Linked DNA regions of Sus scrofa: regions 2, 3 and 4 are each linked to region 1. Evidence: chromatin contacts called from public Hi-C data. All regions are on one chromosome and are shown on one strand. Each heading gives the region's core, a stretch centred on a gene start, on an enhancer-like site or on the middle of the called end of the contact. The rest is flanking DNA. Distances are from core to core; before and after follow the strand shown. Region 1 overlaps CCDC85A (coiled-coil domain-containing protein 85A). Region 2 overlaps CCDC85A (coiled-coil domain-containing protein 85A). Region 3 overlaps CCDC85A (coiled-coil domain-containing protein 85A). Region 4 overlaps CCDC85A (coiled-coil domain-containing protein 85A).

What was found. A called contact is a pair of places that touch in the nucleus more often than the background predicts.
Region 2: a Hi-C map of omental adipose tissue shows a contact between it and region 1, with 2.2 times the contacts expected there. The contact joins two enhancer-like sites. A contact is called at or near these places in 1 of 5 promoter capture datasets (liver), 20 of 47 Hi-C or Micro-C datasets (brain, embryonic fibroblasts, epiblast stem cells and 13 more) and 1 of 2 datasets of contacts at active chromatin or transcription factors (skeletal muscle).
Region 3: a contact with region 1 is called in a Hi-C map of omental adipose tissue, with 1.8 times the contacts expected there. The contact joins two enhancer-like sites. A contact is called at or near these places in 9 of 47 Hi-C or Micro-C datasets (alveolar macrophages, brain, embryonic fibroblasts and 4 more) and 1 of 2 datasets of contacts at active chromatin or transcription factors (skeletal muscle).
Region 4: a contact with region 1 is called in a Hi-C map of omental adipose tissue, with 1.6 times the contacts expected there. The contact joins two enhancer-like sites. A contact is called at or near these places in 2 of 47 Hi-C or Micro-C datasets (heart right ventricle and omental adipose tissue).

Annotation. Positions count from the first base shown.
Region 1 is chr3:85,363,444-85,366,064 of Sscrofa11.1, forward strand. The region is part of intron 10 of CCDC85A (coiled-coil domain-containing protein 85A); the gene reads right to left. Among named protein-coding and RNA genes, the nearest start is that of MIR217-1, 23 kb to the left of the region's middle. Within about 2 kb of position 1,323, at least 9 of the 83 cell types and tissues checked have an H3K27ac peak or open chromatin away from gene starts, as enhancers often do. A contact at or near this core is called in omental adipose tissue, where this site is marked.
Region 2 is chr3:85,568,661-85,571,281 of Sscrofa11.1, forward strand. It overlaps CCDC85A (coiled-coil domain-containing protein 85A), which reads right to left. Exons shown (of 18, transcript XR_002342946.1): 9 at 2,058-2,116. Among named protein-coding and RNA genes, the nearest start is that of PNPT1, 25 kb to the right of the region's middle. Within about 2 kb of position 1,286, at least 2 of the 83 cell types and tissues checked have an H3K27ac peak or open chromatin away from gene starts, as enhancers often do. A contact at or near this core is called in omental adipose tissue, where this site is marked.
Region 3 is chr3:85,543,096-85,545,716 of Sscrofa11.1, forward strand. All of the region lies in intron 9 of CCDC85A (coiled-coil domain-containing protein 85A), which reads right to left. Among named protein-coding and RNA genes, the nearest start is that of PNPT1, 51 kb to the right of the region's middle. Within about 2 kb of position 1,331, at least 1 of the 83 cell types and tissues checked has an H3K27ac peak or open chromatin away from gene starts, as enhancers often do. A contact at or near this core is called in omental adipose tissue, where this site is marked.
Region 4 is chr3:85,500,601-85,503,221 of Sscrofa11.1, forward strand. All of the region lies in intron 9 of CCDC85A (coiled-coil domain-containing protein 85A), which reads right to left. Among named protein-coding and RNA genes, the nearest start is that of PNPT1, 93 kb to the right of the region's middle. Within about 2 kb of position 1,306, at least 9 of the 83 cell types and tissues checked have an H3K27ac peak or open chromatin away from gene starts, as enhancers often do. A contact at or near this core is called in omental adipose tissue, where this site is marked.

The DNA of each region.
Region 1 (2,621 bases), core at 73-2,572:
CACATTGGGATTAGGTTCCAATGTATTAATTTGGGGGTACACAATTATTCAGTCTATGGCAATATTCAATAAATATTTTTAAAAACCAGTGAATGATAAAAGCCCAGTGTTCCCTTAAGTTTGAGCAATACAGAAATGTTAGGGGCACTGACCCTCCACACAGTCCAAAACTCACATGTAACTTTATAGTCACCCCCTCCCCTGCCCCTCACTGTGTCTCCAACTCTGAATCCACATATTCAGACAAACCTGGGATTATGTAGCATTGCAGTACTATTTGGTACTGAAAAAAAATCTGCAAATAAATGGACTTACACACTTCAAACCCATGTTGTTCAAGGGTCAACTGTATATTCAACCACTTTGTAGACTTCTCCTTTCTTTAGACTCCATAAAGCCAGCTGCTTGCCTGATGTGTTCTTGGTTGCCATACCCAGTGGATATCATATCCTACTTGCCACTCTGTTTTCCACAGGACATCTACAGTGGGTGGGTCTGTATCTTCAGAGGGGGGCCCACTTTGTTTCTATTCCAGCTCATGGCTTATCCAAAGGTTACTCCCCTCACTGTGGTTAACTGAAAGGATACCATTCAGCAGAGCCCTGTGAGCATACAAATCAGTGCAAGTGGAGTTCCTGCCATGGCTCAATGGAAATGAATCTGACTAGCATCCACAAGGACACAGGTTCGATCCCTGGCCTTGCTCAGTGCGTTAAGGATCAGGCATTGCCGTGAGCTGTGGTGTAGGTTGCAGACATGGCTCAGATCCTGCATTGCTGTGGCTGTGGTGTAGCTAGCAGCTACAGCTCTGATTCAACACCCAGGCTGGGAACCTTCATATGCTGCAGGTGAGGCCCTAAAAAGACACCCCCCCCCAAAAAAAAGAATAAAAAAGAAAACAGTGCAAGTAATCCCCGTCTACAAAACAAAAAATTGTTATGTTCCAAAAGTTTGTTTGTAAATAGGTCCTCTAGCACTTGGGAATGCGTTTCCCAAGCCATCACAAACAACTCATCTATTTTAATAGTCATTCCTTCCAAAATATTCATTGAATATCTCCCTGCTTTGCGCTGGTCATTGTTTTTGGCACAAGGGAAACAAAGAGAAATTAGACTCAGTCTCTATCCTCCAGGAACTCACAGAATAACAAAGGAGATAGTGGCAGATGCAAATAATATATATGCAATATCGCATGTATTAAAATAGAGGACTGTCCACCTTACAGCATGGATAAAAAAGAAGAGGTGATCTCTCTGCCTGGGTGGATCAGGAAGGTTCCAAAAAGACACATTCCTGCTGAGGCCTGAAGAATGAGGAAGTATGCACCAGGCAGATGAGTGGAAAAGGGTGTTCCTGGTATGTGATTGTGAGGCTGCCAGACCAACACCCAGGCGTCAATTTAACCCCTGATGTGGCTCTGCCAATGCTGCAGCATTGTCACACAAAAAGGGATAGGTTTTTGCAGTCTGGCCTGGGAAAACTAGTTTCTTTTGGGAGATTAGTTCTAAAACCTTCAATAAGACAGAATTGGCCCTGGCTCATGCAAACGCCCATGTGTGCATGTGCACACGTGAGCACGCGCATGCGCGCGCACACACACACACCCCCCACTACCACTGCCACCACTCATCATCTGGAGCAAAAAACAAAAACAATTCAGTGACAGAAGAAGCGATTCTTATGCTTTCACTTTCTTGCAAAACACCAGTGATCCTGTAAATGCAAGGTCATGAGTAAAGCTTGTTAGGAAATGCAGATACTAGACAAGTCTACACCCTGAGGAGCTTAACAACTAGCTGTATAGGCAAGACTCACGCATATAAAGTAACTAAGACCCAGGGCAGTAGCTGCCAAAAGAATGACGCATGCTATAAGCACTATATTTCTAGTCATTTCTTCTTTCTTCAGAGAATAATTCAGTTTAGTTTGACAAGTGTTTTATATTAAATGCCCACTACAGGTCTGTTGATGATGTAAGGCTGCATTCTGAATTTCACAGGGCAGCATCCACCAAGTTCTGTAAATGCAAATAAGTTTTCCTCCCCAAAGGCATTAAGTCAACACTGGAAAGACTCTGGGGGGTGGGAGGGCTAATTAATAGGAATTCTGTTTTATTCAATACGGGAAACACATCAACACTGAATAGGTATGAGAAAGAATTTCCCACCAGTGGGAACAGGCTGAATTAGAATGAACCGCCTTGGGAGGTAATAAGTTTCCCGTCAGGCAAGATAATTACTTGGCAGTGATTTTGCAGGGGTGACTCAAGCATTCAATGACCAGTAGGCTCCCTTCCAATCCTGTGATTGTGTGAACTTCTGCAGCTCCCTTTTGATAGCACAATAGAGGAATCTGGGAACCCACAGGGTAGACCTGTCACAATGCTGCAGACTAGCCATGAGATAGACTCCTTCAGGTACCAGAATCCCTGACAGAATGGGTGGTAAGAAAACAGAGAGAATGGGAATATATAACTTCTATCAAAAGTCTGATCAAACTCATGGGCTCAGAGTGTCTGGGAGAGTCTCAGAATGTCAAAATGCATTAGCTCTCCAAGAGGATCATGGCTATTGGACAAGGAGCACCACAAGACAAACCAGCTAAAGAATAAAAATGTAGCC
Region 2 (2,621 bases), core at 36-2,535, 210 kb after region 1:
GGGAAAACCATGTATTGTATTCTAACCACTCTCTCCAATAACAGTTTTGTGTTGTTTTGTTTGTCTTTTTAGGGCCATACCTGCATCATACAAAGGTTCCCAGACTAGGGGTCAAACCAAAGATGTAGCCACTGGCCTACACCACAGCCACAGCAATGCCAGATCTAAGCTATACCTCAGCTCACAGCAACGCTAGATCCTTAATCCACTAGGCAAGGCCAGGGATCAAACTTGCATCCTCACGGTTACTAGTCAGATTTGTTTCCACTGAGCCATGCTGGGAATTCCTCCAATAGGAGTTTTATTGAAATTATCCTGTAATTTTCCCTGATTCCATATTGATTGTGGTGGAAGCGGACCTCTTAGATCATTTGGCTGTGAAGAGTTGGTTCTACACCTGATGGAGAGGAAGGGACAACACCCAGAGATCCTGGACTTAGAGCCTGAATTAGACTTGGATTATCTTCCCTAAAAGTTTGTAAATGCACATAACAATGTATGGGTAGGAAAAAGGATATGTATGGATGCTGAGCCAGAAATAGATTGCAGAGGACTTTGGGATACCTCCTCAACTTATTATCCACTCCTCTTGTAGAAAAACCATGCTGTCTGAGTGGCCATAAACCACATCTCCAGCTCTAGGTGGACATTAGTTTGTCTAAACCAATCATCGTCATCCTACCCCCCTTGAAACCAACATTGGCTCAGTAACCCAGACCTAAGTCATTAGAATAACAGCTACTGTGACTGAGTTAAGGATGGCACAAACAGAGCAAATCCAACAATTTTTGTTCAAAGGCTAAAAGAAACTACCCTCTTTTTTGGATATGAACAAGGAATCACATAGGCCAGACATGGTAGGCCAGACTTTAAGATGGCCCCCAATGATTCTAGTCTCCTGATAGCCTCTCTCACAATGTACCAGGGTTGGTCTGTATGACCAATAGGGTGGAAGTGATGATGGTATGCAACGATAGCCTCCTGACAGTCACATCTTAATATAACCCCTCTCTCACAGTGTGCCAGGGTTGGTCTGTATGACCAATAGGGTGAAAATGATGGTATGTCACTTCTGAGATTACATAGTAACACACAGAGTTCTCTCTCTTTCTCACTCTCTCTCTCATATTACTGTCTCTGGAAGAAGCCAACTGCCGTGTTAAAAGAAACCTAAACAAAAGCCCATATGACAAGGAACCAAAGCCTCCAGGCAACAGTCACATGAATGTACTTGAAAGCAAATCCTCCAGCCCCAGTGGAGTCACAGATGACCACAGCCCAGCTGATATCTTGATTGCCACATTGTGAGAGACTCTGAAACAGAGTTACTCAGCTAAGCCTTGCCTGGACTTCTGTCATACAGAAACTGAGACAATAAATGCTTATTTCCTAATTTGCTAAAGTTTGGGGGGTAATTTGTTATGCAGCAATAGATAACTCATACACTGGGGGAATCATTCTTGCAACTAAGAAGAGCACTAGGCTGCAGGTAAAGAAAAGGCTATGAGGATCACAGAGAACTAGGGCTACAGCTCTAATCAATGCCCCCTTGAAGCCCACTTTACCTCTAGTTACCTTCAGCTACATAAGCCAATAAATAAATGTCTTTGATTTTTTAGACTGGTTTCAGTTCAGTTTTCCAGTACTTGCATAGAAAAGTAGGCTGATGCACAATTTGTTTGGAAAGGAATCAATGCCTCCAAAGGTGGCTTCCAAACTACCCAGATCTCTGCCTATTTGCTCAAAGAACACCCTTTAGTCTCTGCTCATTTTATCCTTACTCATTCTTCAACTTTTCTGATCTGATGACCACTGCAAAAGGGTATCTAGGTAATCTAAATTCGTATGGCACTTTACCAGTCACTTCTAACCATTTGCTACTTGTTGTACACTGTTTTATCTTTGACGAGTATACATTTATTGTAACTTCCTTGAAAGTAGGGACCATTTTTATGTACTTCTAATCCCCATGGTATGTATCATGGAAGGCATTAATTAACTATTAACTGTTTGATTAGCTTTATCAGTTGGAATTTCTTAATGCAAAAGTGACCTACCTGGCTTGGAATCACACATTCCAATCTTCATTCTGGCAGGTCAGATGCCAAGATATCTACTGTGGCAAAAAAGAAAAATCAAGAGAAATAAGGGGGTTGCCCTTTTCATTGACCCATGTTTTCTTAATTTTATCCCCTGGACATGCAATAATGATGGATTTTAAATATGCTCTTTGGTTCCTGACAACATTATCCCATAATGCTTTCTGCATATTTGAAAAGGATGCAGAGCTGTCCAGGTAAGCTATGGGTATTACATATATTTTTGAAGCATACGTAATATCCATTCTCAACAGCCTGAACTCAGTAGAGTACGGGTATAAAATGTCTTTTTTTTCCCATTTACTAGTATATCCTGTCTGCTGAATCTTCCTTTCTCATCCCTTAACAACATTCTGGGTAGCTCCTATAGCTTTGAAACAATGACATTATTAAGAAGACATAGCTGGCAGCATTATCAGCCTCATAAAGTATTCCCTCTTGTAAAATGCCATGCATTAACCACTTGGTATTATGAAGAAAGAAGACAAAAATGTTCAGTTTTCAAAAAAGGGTATAGGAGAC
Region 3 (2,621 bases), core at 81-2,580, 180 kb after region 1:
AGTGTAAATGGTACAATCTTTGCAGAGGGTAATTTGGCAACATCTGTCCCAATGTTAAATGCAAATACACTTTAATGATTGATTTCACTTACAGTATTCTATTAATATAGGTGAACAGAGATGTGAGTAGAATTTTTAACTAACATTGTTTGAAATAGTAAAAAATGCAAACAACCTGCCTATTAATAGGGGACTGTTTAAAAAAAAATAGTATGGTATAGCCCAGGAGTTTGGTATCTATGGGCAGCTGGACCTCAGCCTGATTTTATACTGTCTACAAGCTAAGAATGGCTTTTATAGTTTTAGAGAATTAAGGAGGACAAAGGAGGAGGAGAAGGAAAAGAAGAATTTGCAACATAGGACCCAGAAAACCTGAAATATTTACTATCTGGCTCTCTGAAGGAAAAGTTTGATATAACCAAATTATAAAACACTTATCAGACCATGAAGATGATGAAAAAACAAGGGTGGCAACAGTTGGAGCCAAGCAGTGAAGCTGACAAATTTATTCCTTCCTATCATCCCTCAGGCATCTGTGCCAATAACACTTGAAGATACAATGCCCCTTGAAATTTATGAGACATTTTTAAAATGAGGCCCATTTAAGAAAAAAATAAATAAAACCAAGCACTAATTCCAAGTGGCTGTCTACATTGATCATTATCACTGGCAAGTGGTTCTCTGCTTCTCTCAACTGACACATGTTGACATCACAAAATCATAGCTTCATGGGACTGAGAGAGTCCAAAATTCATCTCAGTCTTAACTGATGCATGGATCCTCTCCACAGCTTCCCTAGCAAACGGCTGTTAAGAATTTGTAGTGATGAGGGCCATTCCAGCAAAGAGCAACGTTAAAGGTTGGAGTGGAGATAAATGTACAAAGTATAATCAGAGACTTGCAATATTTTTCACATTTTTTTTTAATCAATAAGACAGCAGGTTTTAAACACTTGAAGTGAACATAGTGGCTGCTGAAGGAAGTTTGTTGAAAAGGGATCAATGAACAACTTGGTTCTGAAACCAGAAGATTTATCCAAGTGTTCTGTATGTGGTGTTGGGGCCAGCAGATGCAATGCAGATGTTTTAGCATCTGTTAGAGGGAACTATTATATCAGATTTTTTACTTCTGAGAGTCTCAGTTATCATTTTTGATTCCACAAAGTAGTTGATTTGGGAAGTGAGGTGGAAATCATTCCTTGGTTGTGCAAAACTAAGGGATCCCATAGAAATGAGGCCAGGACTTGCTTTGGTGTTTTGTAGTAGGAAGATCATTGCACTCAAAGGTGGATCTGCTCTCTCCTTCGCTGTGGGAACCCTCTACAACCTTGGACAAGTCACATAATCTCTCAGCCTCTGTTGCTTTATTCATAAAGGAGGCATGAAACTTTGCCCAAAAGTAGCACCAAAGCAGATAATTTCATAAGGACCTGCAACACAACCTATGGTCCTGGATTGAATTTTGATTGAGATATGATTTTTTTGCTTTTCTGACACAAGACAGGATCAATTTACATTCTTTGTTTGTTCTACTGGTTTCATGGCACTCTAAGTAAGGCAGCAGACATGAGATATGTTGAGAATCCTTGACTTCTTCATTCATGTAATTGTGAATTTTAATAGTAATCACTCTAGACCAACAGTAGAAGATTAAGTAAAGTAAGTGATAGTGGGAAAATCCTAAAGTGTATTGTTCTAGCCCAAGAGATACCACGGCTGACATTTTCTTATTCAGTAATAGTATCTTGACTGTAAATAGTGTTTTACAACTGACAAAGTGCAGGCCAAGCCATATATTTACCATCACATGTGGAAACTAGAGCCAGCTCTAGATTTCAGAACTCCTGATACCTAGGAGAGTTCTCTCTCCATTATTCTCACCTCCAGGTTTCACTTAAATGATCCTGGACTACTGTGAATAAGAATATAAAGACTTTCAAGGGACAAAAACCTCAGAAACCATCCTAGCTATTGCACTAAAAAGAGCATAAATCTTGGATAAAAACAGCCTTGGTATGGAATCCTGGCTTTCCTACTCTCAGTCACCTTAAATACTTCTAATTTTCTGAGTCCCCAATTTATCTATAGAATAAGGAGTAGAATACTCCCCTCATGTGGTAGTTAGCAGAATTAAATAAGATAATATACATAAAGAAACATTGTGGATACTCGATCAATGCTAAATCCCTTAACAATCTCAGCATTCAAGAAACTCAACCTTATTTTGAGCTCAGTTCTTTCCTGCTATATTTTATCTTTCAGCTTCTTTTTTAACCTGTGGAAATACATATACATATTATATAAAATATTATAAGATAGACTTTATGTTAGATGATTAGATGGTTTTGCCCAACAGTAAGCTAACTTAAGTGTTCTGAGAATGTTTAAGATGAGCTAGGCTAAGCTATGATGTTCCATGTTAGGTGTACTAAATGCCTTTCAATTTAAGATATTTTCAATTTTCAATGGGTTTATCAGAATATAAGCTTAACTCTTACAGAAAAATGTCTCTCAAACACCACAATTATGGGAGTCTTGTTGTAGACTCCTTCTGCAGCTGAGGAAAGAGACTACACTCAGAATAACCAAGAAACAAAGTAAAATGGCCTGAATCATTTTGTT
Region 4 (2,621 bases), core at 56-2,555, 140 kb after region 1:
CCTTGAGCTAGGGCAATATGTCCCATAGAGTTTAAGAGGACTTGTCATAGAACTTCATGAAAATTCTGTGACAAAAGAGCAAAGAATGTTGTATCTCTCTACAAAAAAATGTAGAGAAATAGGAAAGATGGTTCAGAAAAGGGAGGATATGTGGGAACAGGGGTTGGGAATGAATAACAGGAAAAAGAATAATTAGGCAAAATACTATTTTTTTTTAAATCTGGAAACATGCTCAAATTGAGATATCCCAGGATATGAGTCAGAAGAGACTTGGCTTAAAAAAAAAAAAAAAAAAGATAACTAAAAAAAATTAGGAAAATGAAGATGGCTTTGCTGTTTTTGTTGTTGTTCTCTCATAAACACAAGTTTAAAGTTACTAAACAAGACAAAAATTAGAGTTGTTATAATGTATTCTATGTGTAGGGAACTAAATTTTTGAGGTAATATATGATCATCCAAAGGATAATGAAGATCAGATGAAAAGATTCAAAATGCAAAATAAAGCATACCTTATATATTTGGGGTTTTTTTTAAGTAATCACATTGAACAGCTAAGACCTCTTCCAAAATGTTTAACTTTCCTTCTCTTCATCAGCTTCCTCACAGTGTGTTCACCCACATACCCTGATGTTAGTGGCACATAAATCAAACTTTTCATAAAAATCAGAAATAAAAAAATATATGAGCACAGGAGGTTCCTGATATTGGCAAGACTGCAATCCACATATAGTCCTGGGCCTGACCCACTAACATTAAGAGGCCTGTTTGTTTCTAGTTAGTGATGAAGAAGGTTCTACCAGCCTTAGTTTACAGGTTCTAATGTATCTCCATAAGGAGCAAGATGTCTCCAACAAATTATTTCAGAATTGTCATGAGACATTGCTACAAGGTGTGTAAACTTCCTCACCAGTGGTTTGCAAAAAGCCAATGACTAAATTGTCACAAGATTTTAAAATTCTGGTTCTATGTTATTTTTTACAAACAAGTGTAAGGCTTAAGAAAGGATGTACCATTCACAAGTGTGAAATCTATAGCAGGGACACCATCTCTTAAGACAAGACACTTGGATGTAATACAGGACACTCTGTACCTCGGGAAGATCTAGTGCTGATCAACAATAAAGCAAATAAGGATTCTGTCAAAACAAACTCACTCTTTGAAAGGGACAAGCTGCAGATCATATAGAATAATCTTAGCTAAAAAAAAAAAAAAAAAAAATGTCCAAAAGGAGGCACAGTAAATCCCTTTCTGCCAAAGGCTGACTCCCTGGGAGGGGCTCCCAGAGCAGTCTTCAAGTCTGTTGACTTGTTTTTTCAAGCTGTTAATGTAACTCACAGCTACATTGGTTTGTTTTGTTGTTGTGACATGGTCTCCATAGATGTGCATTGAAATTGTGCCCAGCTGCACTGAAGCCAAGAACCATGCAATCTGGAGGTTGTGCAAGCGAGATTACAAGGCTCCAAGGTATCCAGTGCCTGCGCTGCTCATCTCTTCCACTTACCTCGAAGCTTGGCTTGTCCAGCCTGGGCAACGGAAGGCTGCACTGGGACCAGATCCAAATGCTTTAGGAAAGTGGCTACATTTGCAGGGAAGGAAGAGAACTTTATCTTCACATTAGGACTTTATTTGCATGCCTAGGGAATGGTCAGTGATAACCAGGACCAGTTTACTGCCTGTTTGTTTTTAGTTTTCCTTCTTCATTTCTGTATGGAGCCCAACTTGCTCATCTTTATTCCTCTTGGGAATCCATTACCCTCATGTTTTCTTCACCCACTGTCCATCTTAGGAGATGCATTTGCAAGAAGTAATTTGATCAGCTCAATCACAACAGTCTTAGCAAATAAAAATACAGGACATCCAGTTAAATATGAACTTCACATAAATAACAAATAATTATTTTTTAGAGTAACTATGTCTCATGCCACATTTGAGACATACATATATTTAAATTACTCATTGTTCATTTGAAATTCAAATTTAACTAGTCATCCTATATGTGCTGCAATATCCCCACGCTAATAAGCAAATGACTTATGATGTTCTTACCTCTCCCAAGGATATCACCTGAATTTTAACTTAGGGTCAAAGTCCTCATAGCTTAAGCTAAGTTAACAATTAGGAGATTTTTAGCAACAAACTAGAAATAAAACACATCAGGTAAGCAATAACTTAGCCATAAGGAGTCACTTTTTTTGTATGTGTGTGTCTATTCCAGGGCCACACCCACGGCATATGGAGGTTCCAGGCGAGGGGTCTAATCAGAGCTGTAGCCACCGGTCTACGCCAGAGCCACAGCAACACAGGATTCAAGCCACGTCTGCGACCTACACCACAGCTCACGGCAATGCTGGATCCTTAACCCACTGAGCGAGGCCAGGGGTTGAACCCGCAACCTCATGGTTCCTAGTTGGATTCATTAACCACTGAGCCATGAAGGGAACTTCAGGAGTCACATTTTTAAAAGTGTAAAAGACCGTAACCTAGAGACAGAAAGAATCACTTGATATTTTTACCCACTCAGACCTAAGGCTACTTATCAATGTTTACTTCAAATCAGATAATGTGATTGTTCATGTTAATTAGTGCTTTATTCTTCTAGACAGAAATAATACAATTTAAAG